2 separate regions of the Lactuca sativa genome follow, and region 2 is linked to region 1. The links are chromatin contacts, called in public Hi-C maps. All regions are on one chromosome and are shown on one strand. The core of a region is the stretch at or near the end of the contact, and the rest is flanking DNA. Distances in the headings are between cores, read along the strand shown. Region 1 holds the start of LOC111905716. Region 2 holds the start of LOC111905713.

Region 1 (6,782 bases), core at 1,801-4,300:
AGTTATTGGTTGTGCTTTTTTTACTGGTGGCATTGTGCATTATCCAACAGTTCAACATTTCAACCAGGCAATTCACCCTTTTGGAATCTGATTCCATTCCTTTGTATGGTGGAATTCAGATCTCTGGAATCACTCATTTATTCATTTGTATGGTTGTATATATGAATGCACTTAGCAATTTACACTACATATATTTCAATAGGGAAATTTATACAAAAGCACTTATGTTTACAACAACATTTTTACCCTAACGTTTTTTTGGTGAAATTTCTTATGTAGGAGATAATGTTTGATATTGAAACAAATGATCATGCTGTTGAATTTGGCATATGCAAGCTATCTTTTCTTTCAGCTTAAGAGTCTTGATCGAGTATTTAGATCCTTCTTTTATGTCTATAATTAAAGATCTTGATCAAATGCGTAAGGAACAATGGGAAAGAACTGCTTGAGCACAAAATGGATTTAATTTTGCTAAAATGTTAGGGTTTGGTGATCTTGGAGGCCCAAAACTTTCTGTTGCTGAAGAATACTCATTTCATTCTAGATATCTTGCTAAAGCCAATTCTCTTAATCTTTCTGAAATGGCAGAAACTGATGATCTTTGCAAGTAAGTAATCTGTTCAAAATGATATATTGTTATATTGTTTGTGCTTATGTCTCTTTTTTAGTTTTTGGTATTATATGTTTTTATGCTATGTCATCTTTTTTAGGTATTGGGATTTGAGACAACAGAATCCAGTCCACACACAACTGCTTGATTGTTGTTATGGACTTACAAGTTACAATGAGACATCCTTTGATGGTTATTGTAACAACTGATAGAAATCTTATAGGATTCAACTTACAAAACCCTCAGGTAAAGTATTTTTATATCATTTTGAAAAAATGCTAGGAAAAGCCAAAGCTTCAACTAGATAATTCTTAATAAAATAAGATCCCCAAATTACCACTCTAACAAAATACAAATGCAAGCAAACCGGATTTACAACCTAGACCATTTCCAAAAGGACAGCCCAATAGATTATCAATATCCTAACTACTGACTGTAATTGCTAAAATATGCACTACATGATCTAAGACCATCTACCACATACAAAATCACTTAAAAAAGTTTTTACAGATTTAATTTTATTTCCATTTCCTCCCTCAAGCATGATGTAATTTGGTGTACTTCATATAAGGATCATATATGCATAGAGTGGTACAGTCCACTGGTAAAAAAAGTATGCATTGGTATTTGATGTTGTTTACACACCTAAAATTACCAGATTACTTAGGGAAGCAGGAGAATGTGGAGCCAAAATTGTTACAGGGGTGGAAATGTTTATAGGGTAGGCTTAAGAACAATATGAAAGATTTACAGGGTTAAAATTTTTAAATTATATGATATTTCATACTTTTCCTTTTCCTTTTTTATTGTTAATTATACTTTGCAACTGCAACACCTAAGGAGTTACTTAGTGAGCTTATGGTAAAGTATTGATTGTTGTTGGCCATTCACTTTGGTATGTACCTCCTTTTATTACACATTAAGGGTAATGTTTGCACATTATCTATCTCAATATATACATATTTCAAAAATTTCTCGCTTGCAAACATATATCTTTTTCCTTTTTTTGTATTGTAACAGGTTCTTCCTATCATGATTGATGTTGGAACCAACAATGACAACCTTCTAGAAAATACCTTGTGTAACTTTTTTAATTCTCTTCTTGATTTTTTTCGAACCTTATTAAGTAAATTACATGTGATTCACATGTAAATCACAGATGAATCACATGTGATACACATGTAATTAACATATGAATTACATGCAAATCACATGTTATTCACATGTAAATCACATGTTATTCACTTATGAATTACATGTGATTCACATGTTATTCACATATAAATCATATGTTATTCACATGTAAATCACATGTTATTCACATATGAATCACGTGTAAATCATATATGAAGTAGATGTGATTCACATGTAAATCATATGTTATTCACATTTGAATCAGATGTAATTCATATATGAATTAGATGTGATTCACATGTAATTCTCATATGAATTACATGTGATTCAAATGTAAATCACATATGTATTTTTATGAGTGTTTTTGCATCAACCGTTTTTTTTTCTTGTAGATTTGAAAGAAATTGTGGTGAATATTGAAGAGATGAAAAATGGTAAATTGAAGAAAATATGGAAATATTGACATGAAGATATGAAAACGTTTTGAAATTTGTAACATTTTTTATTTTTTATATTTTATTTTGTATCGAATAAAATACTTGTACTATTATGTTTATAAATTAATTAATAAATATGAGATTTGTTGTGATTTACTTACGAATATTATAGTATAAGAAATTTACATATGTGCATTTTAAAAAATATGCAAATATGCACCTAAAAAATTACTTTAAAAAAATGCAGTTTTTTTGAAAAATTTGCAGCTTTTTTATTTAAAAATGCAGCTTTTTTTAAAAAATTGTAGGTTTTTGAAAAAATTATAGTTTTTTTAAAAAAATATTTTTTCAATTTTTTTTTTCAACAATTCATGTTTTCTATAAAAAAAAATCTGCATTTTCTAAAAAAAACGAAAAATACTATTTTATAAAAAATATGAAAATTTGATTTATGATGTAAATTTTTAGACATTTATATTAATATGTTAAATAACACAAAAAATTAAACATTAATTGAGATTGGTAAGATCACAGTTATGTCCTTAATGAATTAATTTTGATCAAACGCTCCACTTTTAGTTCTCGGATTCTCGGAAAACTATGAGTTCTCAACCGATCTCAATCATATATATATATATATATATATATATATATATATATATATATAAAAGAAGAATGTTTGTATCATTGTCAATTCTAATCTAGATTAACCGGGTCAGATGCATTATCAACAGGATTTGGGTTTAAAATTTAAATCTAATAAAGGATCTTAATTTTTATAATTAAAGAATCTGGATGTAAATTTAATCCACTTATTTGTGAAAGATAAAGATTATAAAACAAAGAAAAAGGAAAGACTTTGGTGAAGGGGAGAAACAGAAAAAGAAAAAGAGTGAGCGTGCGGACACGACATTAGTGATTAGACAAAAAGGTTGCACGTTAGAACGACGGCCGATGGTCGGCTGGTCATTCTCCACTCTTTATTTATCCCTTCGAACCCAAGACACTCCCCCTTTACTAGTTCCCACTTCAATTCTCTCTCTCTCTCTCTCTCTCTCTCTCTCTCTCTCTCTCAACCTGATGATGAGGACCTTGTGCCCAAACGTAGACAACGAAGATGCTCTTGAAACAGTGCTCGAAGTTCCGATACCGGAGGAAACCTTCGATGATAGCAAGATCAACCACAACACCAACTCTTGGAAAACCTTGAAATCGTGGATGAAACCTCATTCCACCGATCAAAGACGCCAATTTTCTGACTACGGTGGTCGGAACGCTGAAATTCAGCTCTTGCTCGGAGTCGTCGGAGCTCCCCTCGTCCCTCTTCCCATCTCTTCTGGCCACCCCAACATTATCAATCCAGATAACCCCATCGTAAGTCCAATTCCAAGATTTCTTGAATTGAATGAATATGTAATTTAGTTTTCTCTTTGTTGATTGGTGCTAATGAAGTATTGAATCTGACTTATGTAGGAGGCTTCAATGGCTAAATACATCGTGCAACAATATGTAGCTGCGGCGGGAGGAGAAAGGGCGTTGAATTTAGTTCAAAACATGTACGCCGTAGGGACGGTGAAGATGGTGGCGTCAGAGTGCATCGCCGAAGACGGAGTAACTATGAACTGCGGTGGTGGTAAGGCGATGAAGGCCAAAAACATTAAAAACGGCGGCGGTGAGATGGGTGGGTTTGTGTTATGGCAAAAAAGACCGGACCTTTGGTCTCTAGAACTGGTTCTTTCCGGCTACAAAATCAGCGCCGGCAGCGACGGGAAGGTGGCGTGGCGACAGACACCGTGGCACCATTCTCATGCATCTAGAGGCCCCCCCAGACCTCTTCGTCGTTCCTTACAGGTAAAATTCAATTTTGAAACTTGGTCTTTAATTTAACTTTGACTTTTAGGAAAAGAAAATTACCAAAGTCTTTGCCACCCAAATTGATCACTCTAATTTCTCCAAAACTGGGTCCCATTTCAATCAGCCAACCATGATCGTTAGTAGTGGAGCACGTCTTTCACACGTCTTAGCTGCTAATTGTTCCAATCTCATGTCTAATTAAAGTCAACTCTTGATTTTTACAGGGTCTTGACCCAAAGTCAACCGCAAATTTGTTCAACAATTCGATTTGCATAGGGGAGAAGACAATCAATGGGGAAGATTGCTTTGTGTTAAAGCTGGAAGCCGAGCTTTCGACTCTAAAAATACGAAGCAGTACAAACGTAGAGATCATGAAGCACACAATTTGGGGGTATTTTAGTCAAAAAACAGGTCTTTTATACCAACTTAAAGATTCACATCTCATAAGAATAAACACACCTGGAAGTGATAGTGTGTTTTGGGAGACAACCATGGAGTCACTAATCCAAGACTACCGGACCATCGATGGAGTCAACATAGCTCACGGTGGTCAAACCACGGTTTCATTGTTTAGATTTGGTGAGGACTCTGAAAGCCATTCACAGACAAAAATGGAGGAGATTTGGACGATTGAGGAGGTGGATTTCAACATAAAGGGTCTTTCAAATGACTGTTTCTTGCCACCAAGTGACTTGAAGAAGGAGGATGATAAGCAAATTGTTCATGATGCCACGAGTGGTGACAAATTTATTGGAAGCACCAAGTTTGCCTCCAGGAGCCGAGGAAATTCGTCTAGGTTTGGTGTTCATAAGATTGTGGCGATTGATTCCGATGGTTTTGGGGACTTGTGACATTGTTGTTGTTTGATTATATCATGTTTTGTACATATTTTATTGTACAAGTTGTATAATATTTATAGATAGTGAATCGTTTGAGCTTGTGCTCTTAGACGATCTTATATAGGATGTTAGTCGGATTCTTTACTAAAAGTTTATTTACCTAAATGATATGTTTATTTTTGTTGTGCCATAATAGATAAAGTAGATTGATCGTAATGATTTTAGAAAATCTCTTCTACATAAATAAACATACAAAATAAATGGGTTCCTCACTTCCTTTTATGGCTCCTCGATATTGTGATGACGGCGTGATGACGGCTCGCCGTTTAGAGATGATGATAATAACAGTCATTTTTAGGGCTGCTTTGCAAACCTTTTTGGGAATATGACTTATGAAGGTAATTAACTTTTCAGTATGTTAATATCTGGGTAATTATTTTTTTTTTACATATCTAGGTAACAAACTTTTTGAAAATGTTTACATATGACCATTATGACCTGCTATAGCAGATTAAATCCTAGATGTGAACGCTTTCAACAAGTTTGTTACCTAGATGTGTACAAAAAAAATAGTTATCCAAATATAAACAAAACGAAAATTAAAAATTAAATTACATGAATGGTCTCTGTGGTTTGGGGGAATTTGTGGTTTTGGTCGCTAACTTATTTTTTTTAACTTAAATGGTCCGTACTGTTTTTTTATTGCGCGTTTGGTCCTCGTCTTACCTAAAAATACTATTGTGCCCTTATTAATTTATTTTTTTAATTAATTTTCTTATCTATGTATTTATTTTTTTACATATTTAAAAAAAATTAATAGACCACACATATTTGTATCTCTTCGGATTATCCCTACTGTTTATTTTTAATTAATTTATTTTTTTTAACTCGGATGAACCCTACTGTTTATTTTTGTTACGTGTTTGGTCTCTGTCTTATCTAAAAATACTATTTTCTCTTATTAATTTTTTTAATTAATTTTCTTATTTATGTATTTATTTTTTATAAAAAAATTAATATACCCCACATATATGTATCTCATCACCGTAAACCTGAAACCACATTTGAGAAATTTAATTTGAGTCTTACCATTCACCATCTCATCTCTGATCCTCCTCATCTTCTATTTCTTTTCCATCTTTAGTAACATCGACGTGTTCACCGTCCTTTTTTTTGATATTTCAACTCTGACGAACCAACACCATAATCTACTGTCTCTTCATCTTTAGTGGATTGTGGTGTTGATTCGACGGAGTTGTAGGACCGAAAAAAGAAGTGATGATGAAAACATCGATATCACTAAAAATGAAAAATAAATAGAAGTTGAGAAGGATGAAAGATGGGATGGTGAGGAGATACAGATATTTGGGGTCTACTAATTTTTCTTAAACATATAAAGCATAAGTACATAAACAAGAAATTTAATTAAAAAAATTAATAAGGGCACGATAGTCTTTTTAAGTAAGATAGAGACCAAGTTCGTAACAAAATTAAATAGTAGAGTCCATTCGAGTTAAAAAATTAAATTAATTAAAAAATAAATAGTATGGATCATCCGAGGAGATACAAATATGTGTGGTCTATTAATTTTTTTAAATACGTAAAAAATAAATACATAGATAAGAAAATTAATTAAAAAAATAAATTAATAAGGGCACAATAGTATTTTTAGGTAAGACGGGGACCAAACGCGCAATAAAAAAACAGTACAGACCATTTAAGTTAAAAAAAAAATAAGTTAGCGACCAAAACCACAAATTCCCTCAAACCACAGGGACCATTCATGTAATTTAATTTTTACTTTTCGTTTTGTTCATATTTGGGTAACTATTTTTTTTTGTACACATCTAGGATTTAACCTGCTATAGCAGGTCATAATGGTCATATGTGAACACTCCAAAAAGTTTG
Region 2 (6,782 bases), core at 1,372-3,871, 270 kb before region 1:
TAAAGTTATCCTTATAAAAACGAAAAAAAAAATACATATTTATACTTCTATACTTCTAAAAATATAAATGATACATATGTATACTTCTATATAAGTATAGATATGTATTTATATTCATAAAAATGTAATTATACTTCTAAAAAACATAAAAATACATTTGAATGTTTCTAAAAAAGAATCTATACTTCTAAAAACATATAAGTATGCATTTATATTTCTAAAAACATAAAAATACATATTTATACTTCTAAGAAGCATAAATACGTGAAAATACATACTTAAACACACAAATACATAGTTTTATGTTTTTTAGAAGTATATATATATATATATATATATATATATATATATATATATATATATATATATACTTCTTTAGAAGTATAAATATGCATTTTTATGCTTTAAGAAGTATAAAAAATATACATATGTATTTTTAAGTTTTTAGAAGTATTAATATATAAATATGTATTTTTATTTCAAAATACATATTTATACTCCTAAAAAACATCTTTATATGATGTTCAGAGATAAAACGTGTAAGTCTAAAACTAATTAAGGACGGGCTGAGTGAAAAATACAAAACTTAGAGATAAAACATGCATATTAGAACATACCACAAGGATGATTCATGTAATTACTTTATATTAAATGACCATTATCATGTTTATATATTTTTATATGTATTTCATGTAATGTGTGTGTATTTGGGGGGGGGGGGGTGTTTGACATAGTTTAATTGTATTTTGGTTTAATCGAGTTTTAACATCATTAAACTAATCGTAAATGAACCAAGTAAGACTTAGTTGAATCGGTTTGTTGTTTAGTTTCGGTTTAATTAACTAGGCAAACCAAATAAATATTAATTTCCAATTTTTTTATTGGATAATGGGGATGTTTAATAAAATGCAGTGTGATCAACTTTAACACTTGTTTACTATTAAAAGCAAGAATTTGAACTTGTAAAAGAAACCAATACCTATTTTAACAACTTGCTGAATGTTAACATTAGAAAATTCGCAAAGTAAATTTCATATCTATATCTACATTAGAAAGCTTGCAAATCGCGCTATGATTCGACATTTGGGTTCCTCCACTGTTAAGTGGATATTGCATTACTTTGAGAGTGAATATGGAAGCCTGACTATCCTCGAGTTTCTTCTAGGGCCCATAATGGTGATTTCCGAAGTCTTATTATTCATGTCATGGGTTATGTGTGGTTTCATTTACTAAGATGTGAGTGATTGTTCTCTCATGAGAGTTGTCGACCACACTAATCAATAACACTCTAGCTTGGAAGGTTAAGACAACAAACACTCTCACCCAAGTGTCTAACTCTTAATCGCGATTCGCTAAAATACCAACCATTAACCGTAGACATCCATTAGCGACATGAGCCTCTACAACCACCATACGACCGTGCTCCATCTACCTCCTACAAGGAGCACACACATATTTGTCAGAAACACATCTTGTCATTGTTTTTTACACCACATATATTGTCATCTTATACCAACACTATCAATATCACCTTTATGGGAGAGTTAAGTAAAGTCATAACAACCACTGTACACTCTTGAGTTTATACCATCTAACTTGGGCATATGACCGTAATCGTGAGCCTATCATGGGTTGCCAGTTTATGACTCTCCTTAAATTTTTGTTGCGATCAAATATACATGAAAATTACAGGACAAAATACAAAAAAGCACAACTATTTATCTACCAGCATTCGTAAAAACCAATATATTTTATTTATATGCAGCAAAAACCCTTATATTTTCAATTACTTTTCAAATTTACCAAAATATCCATTTTTTAACAAGTTATCAGGTTGTTTTGTTTCAAATTTACCAAAATATTCATTTTTTAACAAGTTATCGGGTTGTTTTGTGACATGACATTTACCTTGTCCGTTTTTTAGATTGACATAGAAAAAAATAAACGATGTCACTTATTTTTGCTTAAGCAAATAGTCGTTGAGTAAATTATATATTTCTTATGTTTTACCTTAAACAATATGCAACTCCATTTATTTTTGTTATATGCTAACCTAAAAACGAAAAAGATAAATATCATGCCACAAAATAGTCACAAAACAATCGGTAATTTTTTAAAAAACATGGATATTTAGGTTAATGTGAAAGATAACTGAAATTGTAAGAGTTTTTCTAATATAAACAAAATATTAAAAAAAAAATTGATTGCTGATAGATAAACGGTTATAACTTACATTTTGACCTACGCTCATCAACCAAAAGATCCCTCTTTAGCAACTTGAAGCCTGATCATTCTAAACTCCTTCGCGCATTTCGTTACATCAGTAACCTTTGACAAATGCAAACTAAATTCCATAGTTATAAAATTTTAAATATAAGATTAACTAAATTATTGAAAATTAACCTAAAAAAACCAAATAAGATTGATTCGGGTTAACCGAATAATCTACACCAAATAATTAATAGTATATCATTCGGTTTATATTGGTTTTTAGGTTTCGGTTATATATAAGAGTTTTTAAGTTTTTTGTTTTTTTTGTAATAAACGATAGGAAATTGAGGGAATCAATCTTATTCTAGTGGATGATAAATTAAGCAAAAAACTTGGAGGAGGCAAAATCACGAGTAATTAAATCTTTCTTTCCCCCCTCTCTGTTTACTGTGCTGTTGCCTGTTGTGTGTGCTACTATTTAATTCTTACATAGATTCATCGGTATTTTTGAAGCTTTCTCTCTTCCCAACCATGGCTATCACCTGATTTATTAATAACCAAAGGGGAAAGAGCTCTTTGAACAGAACGCGAGAGTGAGAGAGAAAGAGATCAAGGGTGCCCTCAAGCATTCATGGTCTCAGTTTCACGAATCCATTACATGAAAAACAACTTCTCTTTTCTTGATCTCCAAAAATGGCAACTTTGCAAGAAACCCATCTCGATTTGGAGGCCGGTGGAGGCGGCGGAAACCATACCCATCGTCAATCAATCACCACCAGTGTCGGAGACCGTAGCTCACGGTCATCGGATGCTAGTGAAGAAAGTACTACAGTCACCACTGAGATTGTAGGTGTTGTGTCGTCATCATCTTCGGAGGAGGAGGAGAAAGGGAGGCAATCCTCTGTGTCAGATTTCTCGGTGGTGGATCTGGAAAACGGTGGTGGTGGTGGGGTCCATGGTGATGGGGGCAGTAAGGTACATTTGTCAAAAATTGAAAGGGATTGTAGAATTTGTCATTTGAGTCTTGATTTAACCAATCCAGAATCTGAAAATGGGATTCCCATTGAGTTAGGTTGTTCTTGTAAAGATGATTTAGCTGCTGCTCATAAACATTGCGCTGAAGCTTGGTTTAAGATCAAGGGCAACAAGTAAGTACTCACCAAACTCAGCTTCCAAGATTCCATTTATATAACTTTATACACATACCCATTTGGATCTTTCCATCTTTCATACTCAAAACCATGATAAATCCTCTCAAGATTTAATTTTTAGCGACTAAAATCAAGATTCATTTGCTTCTTTCTTGTATATATAATGTCAAGTGCTCAAGTTCCTTTTTGATTGATCTGGGTCTTTCTTCTGTATTAGAAATAACGTTGTCTATGTGTTTTTTACGCGTTTTTGTCATTCTAAGGTTCTTGATAGTTGGATTTGGTTGACCCTTGAACTACTCTGTTTCTCTTTTCAATTATTGAGGTAATTAAGAGAAGTCCAGATGCAATGTAATAAGAAGCAACAACTACAGATTTTGGTGAAAAAAAACGTTTAAATGGTGAAGAACGAGGAGTCAACACTTTAAAAATAGAATAATTCAGAAAATGAAGTGTAAAAAAAGCAGGTTATTATGAAATGAACCGAATCTAATAGCTAAAAAAGGAGTCGACACCCTGTGTTCCTGTGTGTGTTTTATGCATGAAAAAAACTTTGAATTGGTTTGTTCGGCTTTAATCGTGTTGGAATTTGCTTTCTTTCTTTTCTTTTTAGCTTTCTCTTTTGTTATCTGCAAGTGGGCTTTTGACTCAAATCAACATAATCGCTTTTAAAAGCGTAAAGACTCTTTCGTATTACACTTGCTCATATGATATGACATATGATTCTTGTATTTATCCTTAAAAATGGCATCTTTCCTAATGTTGGAATCCCGGTTTCATGGACAAAGTCACCTTCGACGATCTTTTCAGTAGTTGGTTCAATTTGTTTGGCAATTTTGGAAGTTTTCATCGCATCAGGTGCTATACAACACTTAATAATAACAATAATATCAATTACACTATTTCTTAGTTTCTTAATACGTAAGTGCTTCAAGCTTTGATGCTTTTAGGGGCGTTCTTTCCTTCTTATTCTTATTCCTTTTCTTGCTTTATGTTCTCGTCTTATTGAATGGAAGTAAATTAGCTCGAAGTGCATATCAAGTTAAATACAAGTAATTTGGTGGGATAAAAAATTGTAATTTTTGTCCCTTCTGACATCTGTCCCAAACACACTATAACCTGTTATGTTACGTCATGTCTTTTATGGTATGCTAACTTGATTTGGTACAATCTAAACCCTAGAACATGTGAGATTTGTGGATCAATTGCTCATAATGTTGCTGGTGCGAACGAGGCTGAATTAATGGAACAATGGAACGAAGCTAACGATGCCACGTCAGCAGCTACTGCGCCTGGTGGGACCACCGCCACCTCATCAGAGAGTCGAACCTTCTGGCAAGGCCATCGGTTCCTCAACTTCTTGCTTGCTTGTATGGTTTTCGCCTTTGTCATCTCGTGGCTATTTCATTTCAATGTCCCTTCATGATGTCTGCATAAAGTAGTAGATTCCATCGAAGAAAAAACATTCAAAATGAGGTATTTCTATGTAGCACCAAGATATTTAAATGCAATTATATTGTTGTTTGTTGTTGTTGTGGTGGATAGTCATGTATGTCAGTAGAGCTTGTATTGATTTTATATCGATTGTAACTTTAAGATGTGTACGGATTTTTATTACTTATATATTGGATTTGTTTCTTCTACGTCTAAAGAAGGTAAGATTTCGTATTGTGGTTCATAGTTATATGAAAACTAAACAAGCTTTATAATACTTATTTTACCATTTTATGATGTGTGAAGGACAATTTTTTTTTTGTTTTTTTTTATCTCAGTGAAAGGAAAGAGACTATATACCCTTCTTTTTTTAGTAGGTATATATAGGCTAGTTGATGTATGACCTTTTTGAGGGCTTTTGTCGGTTATTTGTTTTATTTTCCGACTTGTTTTCAGGGTTGTGAAAGACAGATCACGTGGGTTTCTGGCTGTTTCAAGGTTGTCCCTTTGGAAGGACACTTTGTTTGTGGTGTTGTTGAATGTTGAGTGGTCTCCTTGGATTTTATTCATTAGGTAATGTGGGTTGTTTTTCCTCGGGTTTGTTTTGGATGCTTAAACAATTTAGCATTGCTTGCTTGCTTCTTTAAAGCTGTTGCTTCTTTTGGGCTTTTGAGTGTCACCTTGGGGCTTTCTTCAATGGCTTATGTTTATGGGCGTTGATTTTCTTTGAGACTTTAGTAGGTATTGGATATTGATTTGAACATTTTTAAACCCGTATTTGTATTGGAATTTAAGGAAAAAAAAGACTTGGTCTTCACCCTCATTTAAATCGGCCGTAGGGCATTAATCAAGTGTATTGCCAGTTAATACGAGATGTTGTATTCATTCTACTTGGTACCTATATCAACACAAAATTCTGACCTAAAGCATGAGTATGACACAAGATATCCTTACAATTGTTTAAATAAGAAAGTAATACACTTGTAAGTTTTACAATACTATTTTGTAACTCTCTAAATCCATGCATCATCGATAAAATTCTAATATGAAAATGTGTAAGAAAAAAGATGCACCATAATAAATAGAACAAATAGGGTAGGAAGTCAAAATTTTCACAACAATATTATTAGAAAAAAGATGCACCATAACAAATAGGGTCTACCTTTACAATAAAACTCAAGTACTACACTTTTGAAAACTAAAGACAACCACGAGAATCCACTTTTTACATCACACTTAGGAAATATTTCATTATAGTTTCCAAGTGTTAAATCCCATCCCTAGAGTGTCTTTCATTCTATTTCATGTTTGTACTATAGTTTTACAATATACCAATCTACTTCGCTTCTTTGTTCAATTATAGCAACCCACTTTGCTTCTTTGTTCAATTATGCAACATACTTTGTTGTTTTGTCCATTTTCAACATAAAACAAATACTTATTCCTACCATTTCCATTCTAAGCTATTATACATGTATAAACATGCTTCCAACAATAATTTGACATATAAGACACAAATCAATGCATTTACATTATCAAATCTTTGAATCCTATTTTATTCCACTTTGTGACATACAAGGCATGTACCTTAGGTTTTTCACTAATTCTTCCTGATTTTTTAGTACCATTATAACCAAATCTTCTATTGAAAATGATCCATACTCGACATGTCTTAATCATATAATTTATAGGAACATTTACATGTTATCTCATATTTTCTCTATTTGGCCATTTCTTCCATTTTGTCCCCAAATATCTAAAGCACACACGTATTCTTGATTACTACCTACAAACACACACACATACACACACACACACACACACACATATATATATATATATATATATATTTACTATCTTATAAAAGAAATCTTACTTTATCTATAAATAGATTGAATAACATAATATTATTTTTAAGACGTTCAAAACATTAAGCTAAAGGTACAAATAACTACCAATAAAATAATATTATATTTGAAATAGTCC

What was found. Hi-C and Micro-C count contacts between places; a contact is called where the count stands out from the background.
Region 2: a Hi-C map of leaf shows a contact between it and region 1, with 6 times the contacts expected there. The contact joins the promoter of LOC111905713 here to the promoter of LOC111905716 in region 1. A contact is called at or near these places in 2 of 4 Hi-C or Micro-C datasets (bud and leaf).

The regions. Positions count from the first base shown.
Region 1 is chr2:216,464,949-216,471,730 of Lsat_Salinas_v11, reverse strand. It overlaps LOC111905716, which reads left to right and starts at 3,050. Exons shown (of 3, transcript XM_023901438.3): 1 at 3,050-3,555; 2 at 3,655-4,032; 3 at 4,260-5,067. The coding sequence starts at 3,136. The coding sequence ends at 4,886.
Region 2 is chr2:216,737,873-216,744,654 of Lsat_Salinas_v11, reverse strand. It overlaps LOC111905713, which reads left to right and starts at 2,621. Exons shown (of 4, transcript XR_006188564.2): 1 at 2,621-3,359; 2 at 4,545-4,838; 3 at 5,135-5,173; 4 at 5,253-5,681.